Regions from separate parts of the Mus musculus genome. Here regions 1 and 3 are each linked to region 2. Evidence: chromatin contacts called from public HiCAR-type and promoter capture Hi-C data. All regions are on one chromosome and are shown on one strand. Each heading gives the region's core, a stretch centred on a gene start, on an enhancer-like site or on the middle of the called end of the contact. The rest is flanking DNA. Distances are from core to core; before and after follow the strand shown.

The links. Promoter capture Hi-C pulls out the DNA fragments that hold promoters and counts their contacts. HiCAR-type assays count read pairs that join an accessible place to other places.
Region 1: a contact with region 2 is called in a promoter capture Hi-C map of embryonic stem cells, with 2.2 times the contacts expected there. The contact joins the promoter of Ccdc14 here to the promoter of Itgb5 in region 2. A contact is called at or near these places in 4 of 39 promoter capture datasets (embryonic stem cells, liver and pre-B cells).
Region 3: a HiCAR-type map of kidney shows a contact between it and region 2, with 3 times the contacts expected there. The contact joins the enhancer-like site here to the promoter of Itgb5 in region 2. A contact is called at or near these places in 7 of 115 datasets of contacts at active chromatin or transcription factors (craniofacial prominence, embryonic basal ganglia, embryonic forebrain and 4 more) and 1 of 9 other capture datasets (embryonic stem cells).

What each region holds. Positions count from the first base shown.
Region 1 is chr16:34,689,254-34,691,953 of GRCm38.p6, reverse strand. It overlaps Ccdc14 (coiled-coil domain containing 14), which reads right to left and starts at 1,338. Exons shown (of 13, transcript NM_172824.3): 1 at 1,123-1,338. The coding sequence starts at 1,296. Gm35150 (a long non-coding RNA gene) reads left to right here and starts at 1,248. Exons shown (of 4, transcript XR_876043.1): 1 at 1,248-1,316.
Region 2 is chr16:33,828,233-33,830,932 of GRCm38.p6, reverse strand. Itgb5 (integrin beta 5) reads right to left here and starts at 1,268. Exons shown (of 15, transcript NM_001145884.1): 1 at 903-1,268. The coding sequence starts at 972.
Region 3 is chr16:33,305,579-33,308,278 of GRCm38.p6, reverse strand. No RefSeq gene overlaps it. Among named protein-coding and RNA genes, the nearest start is that of Snx4, 55 kb to the right of the region's middle. Within about 2 kb of position 1,323, at least 34 of the 459 cell types and tissues checked have an H3K27ac peak or open chromatin away from gene starts, as enhancers often do. A contact at or near this core is called in kidney, where this site is marked.

The DNA of each region.
Region 1 (2,700 bases), core at 89-2,588, 860 kb before region 2:
TTTGTGATAGAAAATATTTTAACTTCCATTTCTTTGATGACTACAGCATATTTCCCTAGACATATTGACAACATGCAACCATTCAAAAAAGGAAGTCTCAAGACAGGGTTTTTTTTTTGGGGGGGAGGGGGGAGTGCAAAATATACATTAGCAAGAAAGACAACATTATAGGTATGTTGTTAAATGGTGGGAAACAAAGTAAAACCCCAAGTCTACTATATGCCAAGTGCTTTCTAAATCTCCAAGACAGAGATGAAATATTCTAGTAGTAGACTAGCACCAGGTCCAACATGAAGTGATTTGTGGAAGATTGCAAGATGCGGAAGGTGGCCTGAAGCACGCCCAACTAGCGGAGATGTGATGGTGTTGGAAAAATATTCTAGAGACGGTTCTTGACATGAGGGCTAGAAGGAAAATAGAATTAACAGGCCCACCATAATTTGAAAAGACGTGGGAGCACGAAAGGTCAGAACGCCCAGGGCACAGCAGGGCTAAAACTAGTTTAGCTCTATTGGACCTGATTGGATGGGGCGGGAACTGCAAAGGATCCAAAATGGCTCTGTTCCAAGCCAAATGTGTATCTTGAAAATGGGTTTCCCTGTCGTACTTGGAGCAGTTACTAGAGAACATCAAGAGTCACGCGTTTGAGAACGGAGGGCGGGTACAGCCACTTACTGGGAGACTCCAACAACAGAGACAGAAGATCAGTTAAGAGAAGCACCGAGAAGCTGAATCCGGGGAGAGGATTAACTCAAGCTAAGATCCTAAGAACTTCTCTGATAGAGATGTTATTAGGCAGTCGGACAAATGACCAAGTCGGGCAAATTACTGGCTTTGTAGAGGCACAATTGCTGGATAACTACGTAATATTGGAAACAACTGCAAAGCACAGAGCGGGAAGGAGGTCACTGCACTGGTGATAAAGGCTGGGCTTCGAACCCGGGGTCTGACACCAAACTGCGCTCTGGAAGACTGGCACGGCCGCCCTGAATAAAGCATTCATCTAGGGACGTCCTCACCACTTCGGGCGCGCCGCAGTTACTATTTTTTTTCTAGCACCTTCCTAAATCCCCCTCGCCTCTCGCCACCCCACAGTGGACTCATCAGGTCCGCAGCCCTCACCTGGCCCGGTCGAGATCCGGACCTGACCATTTCTCTCAGCCTCAGAAGAGCCCAGGCGTAGGGAAACGAATACTTGAGAAAAAAAGAATTAACCGCCGAGATGTCCGGACCTCCCTTGTCCCGCCCCCTGAGCTTCCGCTTCCGGGAAGAAGGCCGCGGACCGCCGGGACTCATAGCCTCCTTGGCGCTAAAAGGTTTTCCTTCGGGTCGGAACCTGGAGCCCTGGGCGTGCGCAACAGACTCCGCGTGCTCCAGCTTGCCACGCCCAGGCGGAGAGTGGGAGAGGCCAACAGACGGCCCGGGGGGCGGGGCGGACGCGGGGGCGGGGCCTGATGTGGGCGGGGCCTTGCGGGAGGGGCGGGGCGAGGAACTCGTTGGCTTTGCAGCATTCTTCAAACTGGTTGAAGTGGGAACCAGGGCCTGCTAGCCCATTGGGTAAAGGACTACCGCTGGATTTCAGAAGCTTTGTGTACTGTTTTAAGTGTATTTGTTCTTGAGAGTCAATAGAAATCTAACCTGAACAGTGTTCAATGGTTTGGCTGTCTACTTTTTCTATCGAGATAATTGCTGTTGATAAAGGATGGCAGTATTTTTTACCACTGATAGCTGCACTAAATAGAGAATGGTGTTTGAGACACTATATTTGGGATTGTTTTAAATCAAGTTGGAGAGAAATTAACCCGGTTGACTCTTCTTTCTATGGTAAGATGGCTACCTTTGTTAAAAAAAAAAAAAAAAAAAAAAAGGGTTGTGTTGATTTTAAAACCCTGGGACCTGTAGAGACTTAGTGGATAAGAGCAACTCTTGCCCTTGCAAAGAACTCAGGTTGGATACCCACAGGTAGTGGGTCACAACCATGTGACTCCAATTTCAGAAGATCTAGTACTCTCTTCTGCCTCCTCAGGCACCAGTTGTACAAGTGGTACTCACATATGCATACGACATTTTAAAGAAGGATATATATGTATACACACGCGCGCGCGCATAATTTTGCTTGGCCTGAAACTTACAATGTAGACCATACTGGTCTGAAATTCACAAAGACCCTCCTGTTTTTGCCTACCTAATGCTGGTGCTAAAGGTGTATGCTATCACACCCTACTTAAATAAACCTTTTTTAAAAAATGAATTTAAATGGGGCTGGAGAGATGGCTTAGTGGTTAAGAGCACTGACTGCTCTTCCAGACATTCTGAGTTCAATTCCCTGCAATCACATGATGGCTCACAACCATCTGTAATAGGATCTGATGCCCTCTTCTGGTGTGTCTGAACAGCTACAGTGTACTCACATATATAAAATAAATAAATAATTCTTTTTAAAAAAATTAGTTAAAATGTAGCTGAATAGGTAGCACATAAGTTAAGAGCACTAGATACAACTGCAGAGGATCTGAGTTCAATTCCTAGCATCAGCTCACAGCTGTCTACAACTTCAGTTCCAGGGAATCCAGTGCGCTTTTCTGGCCTCTGGTCCCCAGCATGTAGTACACAGACATACACACAAGGAAAACATCTATACATGTAAGAATTTAAAAATAAATAAAATAAAAATATATACATTATATAAATAAAATTATA
Region 2 (2,700 bases), core at 19-2,518:
TCCTTCATGTAAATGAGACGGGTAGGGGTAACAGAGTTCTCCCCTCAAGCAGCCAGGCAACCACTGGGCTCAGAGAGGCAAACAAGTACCTCGGGCTTGAAAGTGAATAGCGCACTCTTAATCAATACACAATTACTTCCGACAGGAAGAGGAAAGTTCGGAAACTCCTCTTTGAGTGGGTAGGTTTGGAAGAGGTAGGAGCGTCAACTATCATTCTTCCTATAGGGATTTTTTTTTTTAAGACAGGGTCTCATTGTGTAGCATGCTAGGGTTAAAGGCGTGTGCCACCACTGTCCGGTCCCTAAACTTAATTGCCACTCCCAAGTCTGAAAACTGAACGCAGGTAGCTGGGGGCTCCCGCATCAGCGCCAGGGTGCATCCGGCTAAGGTAGCGCCAGCAGCCCCTCCGCAGTCCGGACACAGTGTTTGTGAATCACAGTACCGAACAGTATCAGATGGCGGTGTACCAGGTGGGGCAGCGACTTCGGACTTACAGAGAGTAATGACAACTTTCAATTTAGAGCAAACTTCGAAAGTTGCATTATCCACAGACCTCCGGGATGACTCGGTCGCCACACTTTGGCCCCCACATCACTCCCCGCGGGCCACAAGGGCCGCTTTGTGCAGGCGAGCGAAGAGCTAGGGCCCCAGCACCGGGCCCGGAGGCTTCCCCTCCCAAGTCCCCAGCGCCCTCGGGCTCCGCCACCAGACGCACACTGTTTACACAGGAAGGGAAGGCTCCTCCTCAGCCCGGGAGGGAACCCGCCAGCGCACGCAGATCTGATGCCCGCGCCTCGCCGACCCTTCTGGGAGCGCCCTGGGGTGCACTGCACCCTCGGCTCCCGCAAGCGGCCGCGGGCGAGCAAAAGTTGAGGAGCGCGCGGCGGGGCGGCGCGGCTTACCTGCGAGGCGCGGAACGAGCGCGCAGAGCCCGAGCAGACAGGCGTAGAGGGTCGCGGGCACCCGCGGCATGATGCGCGCCGCTCGGCTGGGGCGCTCGGCGGGGGCGGAGCGGGGCCGAGGCCGGGGACCGCAGCCGCATGCCGGGCGCTGCGCTCCGGCTCACGGCGCCCGCGGCCGGGCTGGTCCGCGCCCGGCCGCCACCATCCTCCTCGCTGGCCCGCTGGGACGCTCGGAGTTGTCGCTGCTCCGGACGCACCCTCGCCGAGTCCCCCGCGCGTCTACTCTCGGAGACCCTTCCCTTTTTCCTCGGCCGCCAGCCCCCACTCTTCTCTGCTTTCTCCTCCCCCCTCTCCTGCGGGCCGCCACTCGGTCAGTTTACGGCTAGGCGGGACGGGGCGGGGCGAGCTCGGGCCGGACCAGCTCCGCCCTGCACCGGGACCCGCCAGCACGCCTAGATCCTGGGTTGCCCAGGTGGCTGTCACAGCTGACCCACTTGTGGGGATCGGGTGTTCGAAACTTCTAGTTAGGGTCTCCCTCCCCGGTCTTGGAGTTGGGAGGGGGCGGGGCGCGCTCCATTAGGCCTGCAGAGATTACTTGGGCCAAAGCAATCTCAGTTTTGACTTCAGGATCGTGGGGCAGTTACGGCTTGGATCTGTCAGGCCATTTCGTCATGCCACAAGCGCATGCCAGGCCAGGCCTCGCCCGAGAATATTCAATCCAGACGCCACGCTTGGGATGGGCAGGGGAGGACACGTGGAACGTGGAAGTTCAGGTGAAGCGGAGGGCACCCTGGTGAGCAGGCACTGTGATAAGTGCTAACATCCCTCCCGTTGTTTAGGTGAGCAAACTGAGCCACCAAGGGTTAATATACTGGAGGAAGCGACTGCTAGCTTTTTCCCTGAAATCCAGATTTAAGTAAGGCAGCCTAACCTTTGCCTATTAAGAACCAGCTGGAGCTGGGCATGGTGGCACACGACTTTACACGGCACTTGGGAGGCAGGGGCAGTCAGATTTCTGAGTTTGAGGCCAGCCTGGTCTACAGAGTGAGTTCCAGGACAGCCAGGGCTACACAGAGAAACCCTGCCTCGAAAAAACCAAAAGAAAAAATAAATAAATAAAAGAAGAAGAAAAAGAAGGAGGAGGAGGAAGAGGAAGAGGAAGAAGAAGAAGAAGAAGCAGCAGAAGCAGCAGCAGCAGCAGCTAGAAGGTCAGGACTTGGCGGTGTAGGTGCAAAAACCTACCTAAGGCGTTTGAATCTTAAAAACTTTGTTGTGTCCACCTTTCAAACTCTTAACTGGGTGGCACTGACAGGAGCCAGTTTGTAGTGTGTGCATAGGGAAAAGTGAACCAATCCAGAGCAAACTTCAAAGTTCATCCTTGGACCATATGCAAATTCGTACTCTGTCCTACATTGCTTTGTTATGACTTAAAAGTCATATTTGGCCGGGTGTGGTGGTGCACGCCTTTAATCCCAGCACTCAGGAGGCAGAGGCAGGCAGATTTCTGAGTTCGAGGCCGGCCTGGTCTACAGAGTGAGTTCCAGGACAGCTAGGGCTACACAGAGAAACCCTGTCTCGAAAAAAAATCATGTTTGCTGCTAACCATTATCCAGTAGAATTCATGCTGCATGCCAAGCGTGGTGGCGCACTCGGGAGGTAAAGGCAGGCAGATTTCTGAGTTCGAGGCCAGCCTGGTCTACAAAGTGAGTTCTAGGACAGTCAGGGCTATCTATACAGAGAAACCCTGCCTCAAAAAACCAAAAGAAAAAAAAAAAAAAAAAAGAATTCATGCTGCAGA
Region 3 (2,700 bases), core at 74-2,573, 520 kb after region 2:
CCAGACTGTCAGGTTCTGGACTAGGATGTGAAGAGAGCAGGGGTGGCCATGGCTCAGGGGAGAGCTGATGCCAGCCGAGCGACTGGCACTTGTGGACCACTAGGCCATATTTGACTTGTGCTGGCAGCTGCAGGGAGGAGCAGCCTCCAGCTTTACAGTGATGTCTGGGGCCTGAAGCTTCTCCTCTGGCTGTGGAGTAGACAGACAAGCACGATGAGACCGGCACCTGCCAGTGACCAACCCATGCTGTGAGTTCAAAGATCTCTGTCCGCAAAACACTGAGTGTGGGGCCGGGCTGCTCGTAGGCTGACCATGTGAAGAGAGATGTCTGTGTGCCAGTCCCAAGTACCCTGTCCTCGAGGCTTGAGTGGGTATGGTCTGGCTCCGTGCCAACTGCTTTGTCAGCAGAGGCAAGCAGAAAAACAACCTTTTAAGTCCTTCATGATGTGTGTGTGTTGAAGAATATATGGTGAATCTTGGTTTCTTAAAAAAAAAAAAAACCCAGTTATGCTATGTGCATGTTTTTGTTTTAATCTCAGGTGTGGGATAGAGGTTCCTTTAGTTTGTCCACAGCTGCTGTGATTTTTTTTTCATATTCTAGGAGGGGTGTGATCTTTGCCAGCTAAAAAATTGTTTATATTTGGAATTCTGGCGACTCTTGAGAGGGTATAAATGCGAGAGCCCTGAGCACGCGTGTGGAGGCTGCTTCTGGTTCCTCCTGCTTCCTCCTGGGCTCTGCTGCACTTGCTATTGCTGGATTGCTGGTTGGAGATGTCCTGAAGATAGAGATTGGATTTGCCACGGAACCCAATGCCCCTAGTCAGCAGGAAGTAGTATAAAGAGGTCTATACCTTTCCCTTCTAAACCTCTTTCTTACCTAGTGTTGCGGTGGGAGGATGGAAGGCATTAAGGTGGAATAAGGACTGGAAGTGTGGTAGGTATAAGAACCCAATAAAATAACAACAACAAAAATATCCAAGACAAAAACACAAGGACATACTATACCATCTTTCTAATCTAAAAGTGTGAAAACTTCTCATCTCTTCATTCTCCCAAGTGGAGTGTGTATTTCTCTTTTTGAAATAGTTTTTGGAGGCATTCGGGTATATTCCCAGCCTGGACAACATGACAAATCCTATTCTCAGAAGGACTGGGTTAGGATGTGTGGCTCAGTGGTAGAGCACCTGGATTCTCCCTGGAAGCCCTCCTTAGAGGACAGGCAAGCTCAACTCCCCCTCAAAAGGCTTCACTGCGTAGGACAGTGAGGTATCATCCAAGCCTGGTGAGTCCCCAGAAGACAGTCTCCTCTGAGTAATTACATTGCCAAAATGTAGGTAGAAAGGTCCAAGTTTAAAGGTCTGTTTACTTTATTGCCCTTTTACCACATGGACTGTGCCTGCTTGGTTAATGTTTATTTTGTTGAATAATCTAGTTTTAGTCACATCAATAAAAGTCCGTGCTACTTTTATAAAACAAAAACCAGTTTCAACCAGAGGTTTCTCCTGGGTCCGTTAGCTTTGCTGCCACCTAGTGGCACACTCCTAGAGTGCAGGGCTGGCCATATGGGACAGCCACCAGAGTTCCTTCCCTGGGCTAGAGTTCAGGGACTGCCTATAAGTGAGGTAGCCAGCCTGACCGAGGTTTACTCTAAATTCTAATTTCTACATACTAAAATAGAAAGTTCTCTATATGGGGGCAGGAGATTGTCACAATCAAAAGAACCAATGACCATCAAATGCCTAGTGTCCTGTAATTATTCAATGTCTTGGTGGAGAACTTGCTCTCACGGAGTGGTTTCCAACTGTTTATTATTATTAAGTATTATTATTAGTCTGTTTATTTAATGTGCATTGGTGTTTTATGTGCATGTATGTTGGCATAAGGGTGTCAGATCTTCTGGAACTGGAGTTATAGACAGTTATAAGCTGCCACATGGGTGCTCAGAGTTGAACTCATGTCCTCTGGAAGAGCAACCAGTGCTCTTTACTGTCGAGCCATCTCTCCAGCCCCTCCCAGATGTTTTTTTATAGATTCCTGGTCTCATGGTTTCTGTCACTGACCCCAGTGATATTACAGACAGGCACTACATTGTCAGGCACAACCTAAGTCTACGTTGGTCAGGCACTGTGGACCAGAGGTGAGAGAGAGAGCCCGATCAGGAGGGGTGTGGGTAAATCTAGCAAGTGATATTTAACAAATAAAGAGAAAGTCAGCCAGGAGCCCAAGGACTGGGAGAGGGCTGCCTGGATGGCGGCACAAGGGGGCACTAAGTCAAAAACACTGCAAGATTTTAAGAATGAATGACTCAGCAGAAGACAGCTGAAGATTCCAATTTTATAAATCTATAAATGAATTGAGCATGGTGGCACACATCTGTAATGCTTGTAAACTTGAAGGCTGAGATGGGAAGACTTGGAGTTTGCTAACCTGGGCTACACAAGATGCTGACAAAAATAAGGGGTGCAGAGGTAGTTGTCGCTAATGCGCTTGCCACACAGACACAAGGGCCAAAGAATCCACCCCAAAAGCTGGGCACACTGAGGATCCCATCCCATCACTGAGGAGGAAGTAACCGGTGAACCCCAGAGTTCACTGACCAAGATTCAGGGAGGGAGCATGGCTATGGTTGCCAACTGGACATGCCAGGGAGGCGGAAACCCCAGTTCAAGAACTGCCTCCATCAGACTGGCGTATGGATAT